Regions from separate parts of the Mus musculus genome. Here regions 1 and 3 are each linked to region 2. Evidence: chromatin contacts called from public promoter capture Hi-C data. All regions are on one chromosome and are shown on one strand. The core of a region is the stretch at or near the end of the contact, and the rest is flanking DNA. Distances in the headings are between cores, read along the strand shown. Region 1 holds the start of Rtn3 (reticulon 3). Region 2 holds the start of Fen1 (flap structure specific endonuclease 1). Region 3 holds the start of Plaat3 (phospholipase A and acyltransferase 3).

Region 1 (3,281 bases), core at 732-3,231, 2.7 Mb before region 2:
TGATGACAACCATAGCTAAAAATTTAATTCTCTGAGTGCTAGCTAGACTGATTCCTCAATACTTAACATTTGATCTTCAGCACAAAAGGCCAACTTCTGAAACCTAGACTTTTATCAGAAATTTGGAAATTAGGACTAGGCCAACCAAACAGTAAGCAGTGATTAAAGGCAAGTCACTAAGTTATAGAAAAGCCACCGTTTATCTGGAAAATAGCCCAAAATGCAAAAATTTGAAAGAGAAATGCTGGTGGTTTAAACAGAACCAGGGTTCAAAATATGCTGCCTCATTCCCTTTATCTCCAGAAAACTTCCTCCCATACCATTTATCCAAATGGCCATTCCCATGGAGAATTCTGCAGGGCACCAAAGCTCTCAGACAGGTGGAAGGCCAGTATTAGGAAACATGAGAGAATATATTTAATGCTAAGATCAGGAATATTGTGTCATAATTCAAGACTGCGCTGGAGTCAACAAAGCATTTTCTAAACCTCTTAAAATCCTTCCTTTGACAAACCGAATTTTTCGCCAAAGACTCAGTTCTCTTAAGAACCACCACCTGCCAGTGGTGCATATTTTTCCTCAAGAAGGCATCTGCACTGCAGATCTCTCTGATCTGAGTCGAGCTTGCCAGTCAGCTCCCACCAGCAGGCAGACTTGTATACAAAAGAAACTAAAGGAGGCCGCCAGCGTCCCTCCTAGTCTTTTCACACACAAGAGAGAAGGGGGTTCAAGCAGCCCAGGCTTTGTCTGAATTCTTTCCCCTGCAGCAATCGTTCCCTTTTGTTATGCTGCTATTGAGAATAGGCCATCGAAAACAAGAAATCAAAACATGGTGATGGCTTGGCAAGACTGTATTTATTATCTTCTAGAATATAGCAACTGACTGCGTGTCCCCACCCCCACGATGCACCACCGGTGAAGAGCCGGCTGTGTTGCAGATGCAGCCAAGGATCCATCTTGGACTATCAGCAGCTCCCTCCCAAATCTTCCCATGCTATTCTCATCACGCCTCATCTACCTCAGAGTCTCAGAAAAAAAAAAAAAAAAAAAAAAAAATCTGGCATTCAGTTTAGCCAAAAACAGTAACAGAACTTCCTGATCCTTCTGGCGAACAAAAAAAAAAAAAAATTTTTTTTTGGAAGGCTATATCATCCATTTAAGATTGTGTCAACCGGTCTGCAAACCTGCAACGCCACCTTTTCCACCACTACCCCTCTCAAAATCCTAGCGACTTCATTTCTCCTACGTCCCACCTGTCACAATCCCCTGAGGCTCGCTAATCCTGCTCTAAGTCACCCCCACCCCCCGACCCACCCTAGGGCTCTCGGGCCTCCAGCACTCGATCCATTGGGTGCACATAGCCTTTCTCCGTTTTCACCCCACTGCGGTGCCCTCCCTTGCAGGGGGTCAGCGTCAACGCCCACTCTAGTTCACCACCCCGCCCCCAACCTGTTTTCTTCACACCCCGTTATTTCCTCACCTCGGTCCTTCGCTCCCCTCCCCCTTAGCCTGTTCCTCAAATGCCCGCCAAGAGACTAAAGCCGCCCACGGCCCAGACAGGTCGCTCGCCCCTTCCCGGAGACCCAGTAGCTCGCGCTCCCCAGGGACCAAGCCCCACGCGCGCCTCACCCGCACACGAGGAGCCGCAGCTCTTCGCCCCCAGGGCGGGGCAGGCTCCAGGGCTCCCGCCGCCGCCGCCGAGAGCTGACGGCTCGGCCCCGGAGGACGACGAGGAGACTGACGGGGACTGAGTGGCCGCTGACGACTCCGCCATGGCTGTACGAGCAAGGGCGGGAGAAGGGTGAAGAGAGACGTAGGGCGGGAGAGTGGGAGGGGACACAGAATAATCCAGCAGCTGGCTCTCCGAAGTTCCCGGCGACGCCTGTTCGGAAGACTGACTCCGACAGACTGACTGACTCAGCCGAGCTCCGCAGGGAGAGAAGGAGTGCGAGCGCGCATGCGCACAAAGAGCCTGGACGCGCGGGCGGCGGCCTCGGAGGCGCGCAGCGACGCAATGCGCAGGCGCAAGAACTGTCCCTCTGCGCTCCCGCAGGAAAGGACGCAGTGACTGGGCCCGCGGGTGGGGCAGGCCTCTCGGGGGTGAGGGGTAGGGGGTGGGGGAATGGGGGAAAGCCTGACGTAAGGGGCGTGGCTAAACTCTAGAACCGGCCCGCCACTGCAGCCCCTGCTACAGATTAACCGTGCCCAGTCTCCCCACCTTCCACTTGTTTATGTGAATGTTTTCTAGCTGGCAGATTATGTTTCTTTATGCCTTCATAAGCTACAAATTTTTTATTATAAATCCTAATTGATGTCTTTGCCTGATACGTACCAGCCTGTGACTCCAAAGAGTACAATATTTAAAGACCCCCCCTCTGTAATGTTCTTTTTGAATTATCTGGTCGTGTCGTAATATCGCCCCACCGAGGCAGGCATGGTACAGTCCCATGTTTGATAGGTGGAGAAAGATGCTAAACAGAATGAGAAACTATTACTCATTCCAATCACATTGCAATGCAGGCACAGAATCGGCTTCATATTTTTATCTTGTTTTTCTTCCCAAAGAGGCTTCAGGTTGTCTTTTCTCTGAGCTATGTTCTGAGCTACAAAAAACATACTTTGGAAAATAAAAAAGAAGCTGCCGAGGAAAGGAAAACCAGGAGAAAACGTCTTGGTTGGGACTGGGGGAATGGAGTGGACATGAAATGAGGTATTAAAAATGAGGCACAGATACTCATAATACTGAATTTTATTCATGTCCTAAGATGAGTCCCCCAAAAAATGACATTTGAAACTGGACATCAATTTATGTCAAATTTTGTTCTTTTTAAATTTTAAGTACATAATGATGATAAAGCTGTGGGATTTGATGTTGCTAAGTAGCAATCTATGACCCAAAGTGCAATTGCAGATTCAGCAAATTCTGTAAAGATGCTAACTCACAGAGGGAGCGCTAGGCAAGCAGGCTGCTGCAGATGGGGAACAAGCTGTGGACCGCATCTGTCCTAGACAGTTTTTTAAGGTCAAATAAAGCTCAGATAGCATCTTGGTTGTTGCAGTGTTCTGAAAACGATCCAGGATATTTCCCAAAATGACTCTGGAAAATATCTTACTCTGTCACTCAACGGCAGGCATCAATTGATAGTGCAGCAAACTGTCCCCCGATGCTGTTGAGTGCCAGAGAACGATGGCAAAGGGAACTGTATGCCAGTAATCAGGAATCCAATTACTTATTTTGGTGAATGCTTAAGTATTTTTTTCTTAAAGTCTATGTTAAAGTC
Region 2 (3,613 bases), core at 667-3,166:
GCACCCGACTGCTCTTCCGAAGGTCCAGAGTTCAAATCCCAGCAACCACATGGTGGCTCACAACCATCTGTAACGAGATCTGATTCCCTCTTCTGGAGTGTCTGAAGACAGCTACAATGTACTTACATATAATAAATAAATAAATCTTAAAAAAAAAAAAAAAAAAAAAAAAAGAAAGTCCTGTCAATTGTTCTAATTTGTTCCCAGTCTTACTTCACTGTGTCTTTTCTGAAGCCCAAGTGGCCCTGTATAGTCCCCTTCCTTCCTGACTACAAACACCTCAGCACACGTTACTTGTATAGCACAGAAGCCTAGTGAAGAGGCCTGCTTCTCTCTTTGGTCTTCTTCCTGCCCTCCTTCCTTACTTCTTCCTGGTTCGTATTACTGTGGTTCCTCTAAGAATACAAGCAGCAAAAACTCAGTCTTAAGGCTAAAGACTGTAGCTCTCCCTGGTACAGTGGCTTGCCTAGCATGCATGGAGTCCCATGTTGAATCCTCAGACCAGAAATCAAATAAAAAACTCATCCTTGAATCTGGTATTCTGTGTGTGGGTATAACAATGGGGACTGAGCTAGAGCCCTCACTCCTGCTAGCAAGTGCTCTACATCTTCAAGATTGTGTAACACAAGTCACTTCTGAGTTGTTAAATAAGAATGAATAACCATTTCTGCCTTGCAGAACCGGTCAACCAAAAACCCAGATGGAATACACACATCACCAGATGCCGTGCCATGTTCCCTAGTCAACCATATGGTTCACACCTCACTTACTACGTTGCTAGAATGAATACAGGCTATTACCACCCATCATGTCACACAGAGGGAAACCTGTTCTGTCCTGATAGTCTCAGTCCCGCCTCCACAGGACCTTCCAGATAGCAAAGCCTTAAATGAAATGGCTGCAGGCAGGATAAAAACACACCTAGTTCCCCTGCTCCCCACTCCCCAGAGGCCTACTGATTAATCACCGTATTAACTGGGCCCCACTGTTCTACGGAGTCTTCCAGACTTCCCTTCACCAGAAATGTCCTTGGGGCTTTTCCAACACCTGCCTCAGTCAGAAATACAAGAAAGCACTGTCTCTGGATGTCAGCAGAACATGAACCCATTTCCTTATTAAAGGCACAGAACTTCCCCGCTCCATACTCCTCACAAGGGCCCTAGGATGAACACGCTCTGGTCTCTGAGTCCTCACTGGAAGGAGGGTACTACCTTCTTCCTACCGGCGAAGAGGAATGTTCGGAGCAGAGCGAATGGCCCAAGCCCGGGCTGCCCGGTGCTGTTCCCGCGGCTCTGCCGCTTTCAGAGACGCTTCCGCGAGACCTCACCCCGTCTCGAGTGCACGAGCCTTAAGCAGCTAGCAGTGGTTTGGAGTCCACAGCGTTCTCTGGACAGTCCCGAGCCCGTTCTTTCAGTATCGTTCCCAGCTTCGCCGCCTTCCAAAGCCCGCGCTCTCGTCACGTGATCTGCCAGGCGCGAACAGCCTCCTGGGAAATGTAGTGTATGCCCCACCAGGTCCGATAGCAGCTTTCATAGTGGGCGTTCTTTCTGGGGAAAAAATGAATTAAAACCTAAACTTCACACCACCCTTTCCCACAGTCCGACTCCATGCTACTCACAGCAGGTCCGCATAGTCCTAGTTCCCGTTACTCCTGAGAACATGGGACTACAAGTCCCACAATGCCACGCGCAAGGGACCACATCCTTTTCCTGTTGCTCAGTGCGCTTGCTCCTGCCGACGTGTTCTTCCGGTGGCGGATCGGTGGTTTATCCTGTGCGGGGCAAAATGGTGAGATGATGGGAGTTAACGGACAGTGCTGTGGCCAGGACCTAGGGCTCTTGTGTGCCCGGTCCTCACCGCGTTCTTCCGCGGAGGCCTCAGTATGGAGTGCCCGGTGGGTGGGACGCCGCTGAAACTCTAGTTTGAGTTAGGGACGGGAAAGCAAGCCCCTTACCGTGTATTCCTCAGGCTGAGGTTTCCATCACAATGTGCTTATGATGTTGTTGACTATAATTCTGAAGGTCACAGGGTGCACTTTGAAAACCTTCGCGTTTTTATTTTTCTTTCTTATGATCAGTTATCTCTATCTGGAAGGATTCCCTTGCTGAAATCTTACTTATCCCGCAAGGCCCTTGTATAAATACCATTTCCTGGTAAAACACTTGTAACTCTCATAGGTACTTGTCTTGTCTTCTGGGAGCTCTCAGTCTGTACACACCTCTTGCCACGTTTCCTGGACTTCTTTTTTTTAATCTGCCACGCCTCCTAGTGACCACCATCTGACGTGCATCTAGTTCTGGGATGATGTCTATTCGTCTTTGTATTCCTGTTGCCCAACACTGGGCCTGCATTTGGAGGTTCCATAAATGGCAGCGATTGTCCTTGGCTCTTTTAGGGGGGAAGGGGGACATAATTGTTTACTGAATTGAATTCCTGTGTCTCCTAGAACAATGGGCTCAGTCTACTTCTCTGGAGTTGTTATGTTCTGGACTTTAGAAACATTGGCAAGAAAGTGACAATGGAAGTTAACATTTGTACAGAACTTTACGTTTATAGCCCTTTCACAGGGATTATCTCATCGTCTTCTCTGCAACTTTAGGAAGGAAACAAATACCTATTGAGCAGTTACTCTGTGCCGGGCAGTAAACTAGATGTGTCAACATTCATCTTTCTCCAATCATGCATCAGCCCTGTGACACAAACAGTGTTATAACTACTTAACTCAGACTGAGGATTCAGTAGGGCCAGAATTATCCCAATTGTCTTCTGCCAGGAGATCCCCGTGGCTCCCCCCTAAGGCAATGAAAAGCAGTACTCCTACATTAGAATTTGAGCTGTCTGTACTAGTGTAGGCTCCGGCTTCCTGTACAAATTAACGGCTTAGAGTCTGGACACAGATCCAAAAGCAGTGGGAATTGTGGGCAAGCGTTTTTCTTTAGGTGTCTTCCCCCAGACAGATCCATGACTTACATAGTGATCATTAGCTAGAAACCCCTAAGAGCCATTATCCTCTGACTCTTAGCTGCTCTTATCTCACTGAAAGTGGCTGCTGCCATTCTTTGTTGTTATTGTTGTTTGTTTTATTTCCCAGTGTTGGGGATCACACTTAAGACTTCATGCATGCTAGGCAAATGTTCTACCACAAAGCCTGCCACGTCCCTACTTTTAAGATGTGATGTAGAGCTAGGAGATGGCTCATGGGCAAAGGGTTTGGTGTGCAAGCCTGATAGCCTGAGTTGGATCCTAGAACCCACATTACTTTTTAAAATCCAGGTGTGGCCAGGCGATGGTGGTGCATGACTTTAATCCCAGCATTCAGAAGGCAGAGGCCGTCAGATCTCTGTGAGTTTGGGGCTAACCTGGTCTATAGAGTGAGTTCTAGGACAGTCAAAGCTACCCAGAGAAACCCCGTCTCAAAACCAAACAAACAAAAGCCAGATGTGGTAACCCCAGAACTCACACACCGCAAGATGGAAAATGGACACAAGAGAAATGTCCAGAAGCCTTAGGGCTGCTTACCCTGGAATGCGTGTTACAGTGACCAAAGCCCAAGAGAGACCTTGCCTCAAGCATGGCAGAAGGCGTCTCTCAGAAAGTTGTCCTCTAACGTCTA
Region 3 (3,119 bases), core at 455-2,954, 2.6 Mb before region 2:
GAGGAGGGGACAAGGACCCCAAGAAGCAGCTAGGGAGGAAAAAGAATAGTTAAACTTTGCAGAAGTGTTTACGTTAAGTGAGAAATCGGAAAAGGCGAGTTATTGCTATCCTTTTGGAGTGGTGCTGGGAGTAGAGTCCAGGGCCTCTGGGTGATGGTTTCTTTCTGTTTTAGTGAGAGAAGCCATCATTTGGGAATTTCGATTCCTGATTTATTTGTTTGTTTTGCTTTTGAGACAGGATCTTACTGTGTAGCCCCAGCTGGCCTTGAAGTCACAGAGATCTTCCTACCTCTAACTCCTGAGTGCTGGGTTTAAAGGCATGTGCCACCATGCAGAGCCTCATCTTCTGCTTTTAAGAAAGAGAAAAGAACACTGTACAGAAATGAACAGTAGCCATGTTTGTCCAGAATGCTTCTTTTTCTTTTTTCATTTGTGCAATGGTAATATACTGTTTTAAACATCTAACCTTTTATGTTCATGGATTTGATTTCAAACACGAATAAAGTAATCTCTGAATATTGAAAAGGAAATCAAAAGAAATTACATATTTCATGTTCCTCAATCAAAATGCCAGGGAGTGTATTTTTTTAACTCCTTCAATTACAAAAATGTTTTGAGATTTATTTTATGAGTGTAACAGAGCTTCAGACTTAGTGGGCCCCAAGACTTTAGCACAACTGACTCCATGATGGAAGTATCATTCAGGCAGACAGCACCACCTGCCAAAGCTAAAACAGAGGCCAGGTGTACTAATCTTATTTTTGGCTTCTGTGAGCCTGCTTTTGGCTAACTGTTCTTGTTAACTGAAGAATGCCAACCCAGAACATGGTTTTTGTGTTTAAAAGCTCACTCTGAGAAAAGCTAAGTGCTACACTGAACACCCACTGTAGTTGACAGCCAGGCTAATAAAGACTTTCTATTGGCTGAAACCCCTGTGCAAGCTGTCTTCTCTATGTGTGTTTTGTCAGTATGTGTGCACATGTACCAGGTCTGTACCTCATGAGTAACAATGTCAAAAGAAGGTATTGGATCCCCTGGAACTGAGTTAATCATGGTTGTGAGCCACCATGTGGATCCTGGGAACCATCCGGGGCCCTTTGCAAGAGCAGCAAGTGCTCTCAACCCCTGAGCCAGCTCCTCAACCCCACATTACTGTTGTTGTCATTATTTTTATTTTTATTATTATATTTTGGATTTTTGAGGCAAGGTCTCTTTGCATAGCTCTGGCACCCTTGGAACTCACTATGTGGAGCTAGCCTCACAGAGATGGGCCTGCCTCTGCCTCCTGAGTGCAGGAAACAAAGGCATAAACAACTACATCTGGCTATTATTATCATCATCATCATCATTATTTATTATTATTATTTTGGAGAGAAGATCTCAAACAGTAGCTCAGGCTAACTTTAAACTTATGGCAATCCTCCTGCTTCAGCTTGTCAAATGCTAGGATTTCAGGCATGTATTACTCTTAAAAAATAGCCTTTTGGTATGATTCATGTACAAAGATTAAATGTAATTCGACATAACATGTTCTTCCATGAGGAGTGTGTATAGGCTGTCAAGGGCTGGGGAATCTGGGGCAGAGGAGCAGAGAGGCGGGAACGCAGCGGGAGGGAGGCATCTAAGTGACTACTGAGTAGTGGCATGCCCTTGGCGACGCTCTCATTAGCCAGTTACAGGAGGAGGGGCGGGGTGATCTGGCTCAGCCTGGACTCTGCGGCCATTAAACCAGTCCCCATTGCGCTGGCCTCCACTTGCCTACTTGGGGCGCGAGGAGGTTGGAGAGTTTTTTTCTGGGACCCAAGCAAAGGTGAGAAGCCCGGGTGCCTCTGCGGGTCCCCGAGGGCTGTCTGGGAGGCGGAGAGTGTTTCGGCTGCGTAAACAAGCCAGGCGAGAGCTGCCACCTGTCTGCCATCCGCCGTACGCGGAGAAAAGGAGCCAGGGGCGCACGAATGCCTGCCTGGCCAGGAACCCTGCTGGTGACCAAGGATCCCGTGAGCCGCTTCTGCCCTACAGAGAGGGATTTGTCTATTCAAGGGCAAGCTCAGGTCAGAGCGGAGGAGAGCGAGAAAGTTGGAGAAGTTTGGTGGAAGTTTCTGGAGGGCTCTGCTAAAAGCTACCCTGCTCCTGGAGACTTGCTAGAGACTTAATGAGCTTTGCTCCCCTCTGTGTCTTAGGCATCCACGCTGCTGCTAAGCTGAAATTGAAGCTCACACATCCTGGAAAATGCTAGCACCCATAGTAAGTACAGCGTGAGAAGCCAAGGGTGGGCCAGGGATGGGTGTAGTGTTTTAATGGTGACTCTTGTTTTCTCCGGGTCTGACTCGCTGTTTTGAAGAGAGGAGCTTTGTAGTGAGGAAGCTACATTTGAACCCTTGGGGGATCAGGTATGAGCTGTGGGTCAGCTGCCACCTGTTGAGCCTCAGCAGTTGGCTGCCACCCTGCTTGAAACATGCTCAATAGAAAGCAGTAGAGGGGGGGAAGTTGGGGGCTGGGTCTTCTTACCAAACCCGGACCCTGGGCAGGTTCCTGGGTCGAATGTCTGAAGTTGATTCTGCTTATTTTTGTCTTGTCAGCTGACCCATGGCCATCCCTGCTGCCAGCAAACACTCAGCTCTGGCTTTTCCTTCATTTCTTCCCTCCATCCCCCCTTCTCTTTTCTTTCTGATTTTTGTTTTGCTTTTGTTTTTGAGACAAGGCTTCAGGTAGCCCAGACTGGCCTCAAACTTCCTATTTAGCGAGGACAGTTTCTTCCTTCTGGTTTCTCTGCCCCCACCTCTTGAGTGCTGGAATTATAGGTGTGAGGCCCCATACCCAGTTTTGTGAAGCCCTCCTGCATGGTAGGCAAGCACTCTACCGACTGAGCCACATCCCAGCCCCCGGCATCTTTGTTAACCCATGATGTCTTGAGATTGGAACAGGGCAAATGTCTTCTTCATTTTAACAAGACTGTTGATTTGGTTCAGGTTTTTGCAGACAACCCTCTTGGGATTGTGCTCCAGCTGAGTACTGGTGTGGGATTATAATCAAGTTCAAGTTTATTCGGTTCCCAAGTGAAAACAACACTTAAAACCTAACAGTTCTCATAGCAGCAGAGTCACTCCAGGCTGCACTTTCTG

What was found. Capture Hi-C pulls out chosen DNA fragments and counts their contacts.
Region 1: a contact with region 2 is called in a promoter capture Hi-C map of adipose tissue, with 3 times the contacts expected there. A contact is called at or near these places in 2 of 39 promoter capture datasets (cranial neural crest and hippocampal neurons), 1 of 484 Hi-C or Micro-C datasets (CD4 T cells), 2 of 130 datasets of targeted methods (astrocytes and large pre-B cells) and 2 of 9 other capture datasets (adipose tissue and liver).
Region 3: a contact with region 2 is called in a promoter capture Hi-C map of liver, with 2.3 times the contacts expected there. A contact is called at or near these places in 1 of 39 promoter capture datasets (hippocampal neurons) and 2 of 9 other capture datasets (adipose tissue and liver).

The regions. Positions count from the first base shown.
Region 1 is chr19:7,481,310-7,484,590 of GRCm38.p6, forward strand. It overlaps Rtn3 (reticulon 3), which reads right to left and starts at 1,982. Exons shown (of 9, transcript NM_001003934.2): 1 at 1,630-1,982. The coding sequence starts at 1,774.
Region 2 is chr19:10,202,477-10,206,089 of GRCm38.p6, forward strand. It overlaps Fen1 (flap structure specific endonuclease 1), which reads right to left and starts at 1,917. Exons shown (of 3, transcript NM_007999.6): 1 at 1,619-1,917; 2 at 1,212-1,543. Tmem258 (transmembrane protein 258) reads left to right here and starts at 1,726. Exons shown (of 4, transcript NM_026919.1): 1 at 1,726-1,788. The coding sequence starts at 1,786.
Region 3 is chr19:7,555,755-7,558,873 of GRCm38.p6, forward strand. It overlaps Plaat3 (phospholipase A and acyltransferase 3), which reads left to right and starts at 1,705. Exons shown (of 5, transcript NM_139269.2): 1 at 1,705-1,810; 2 at 2,178-2,241. The coding sequence starts at 2,227.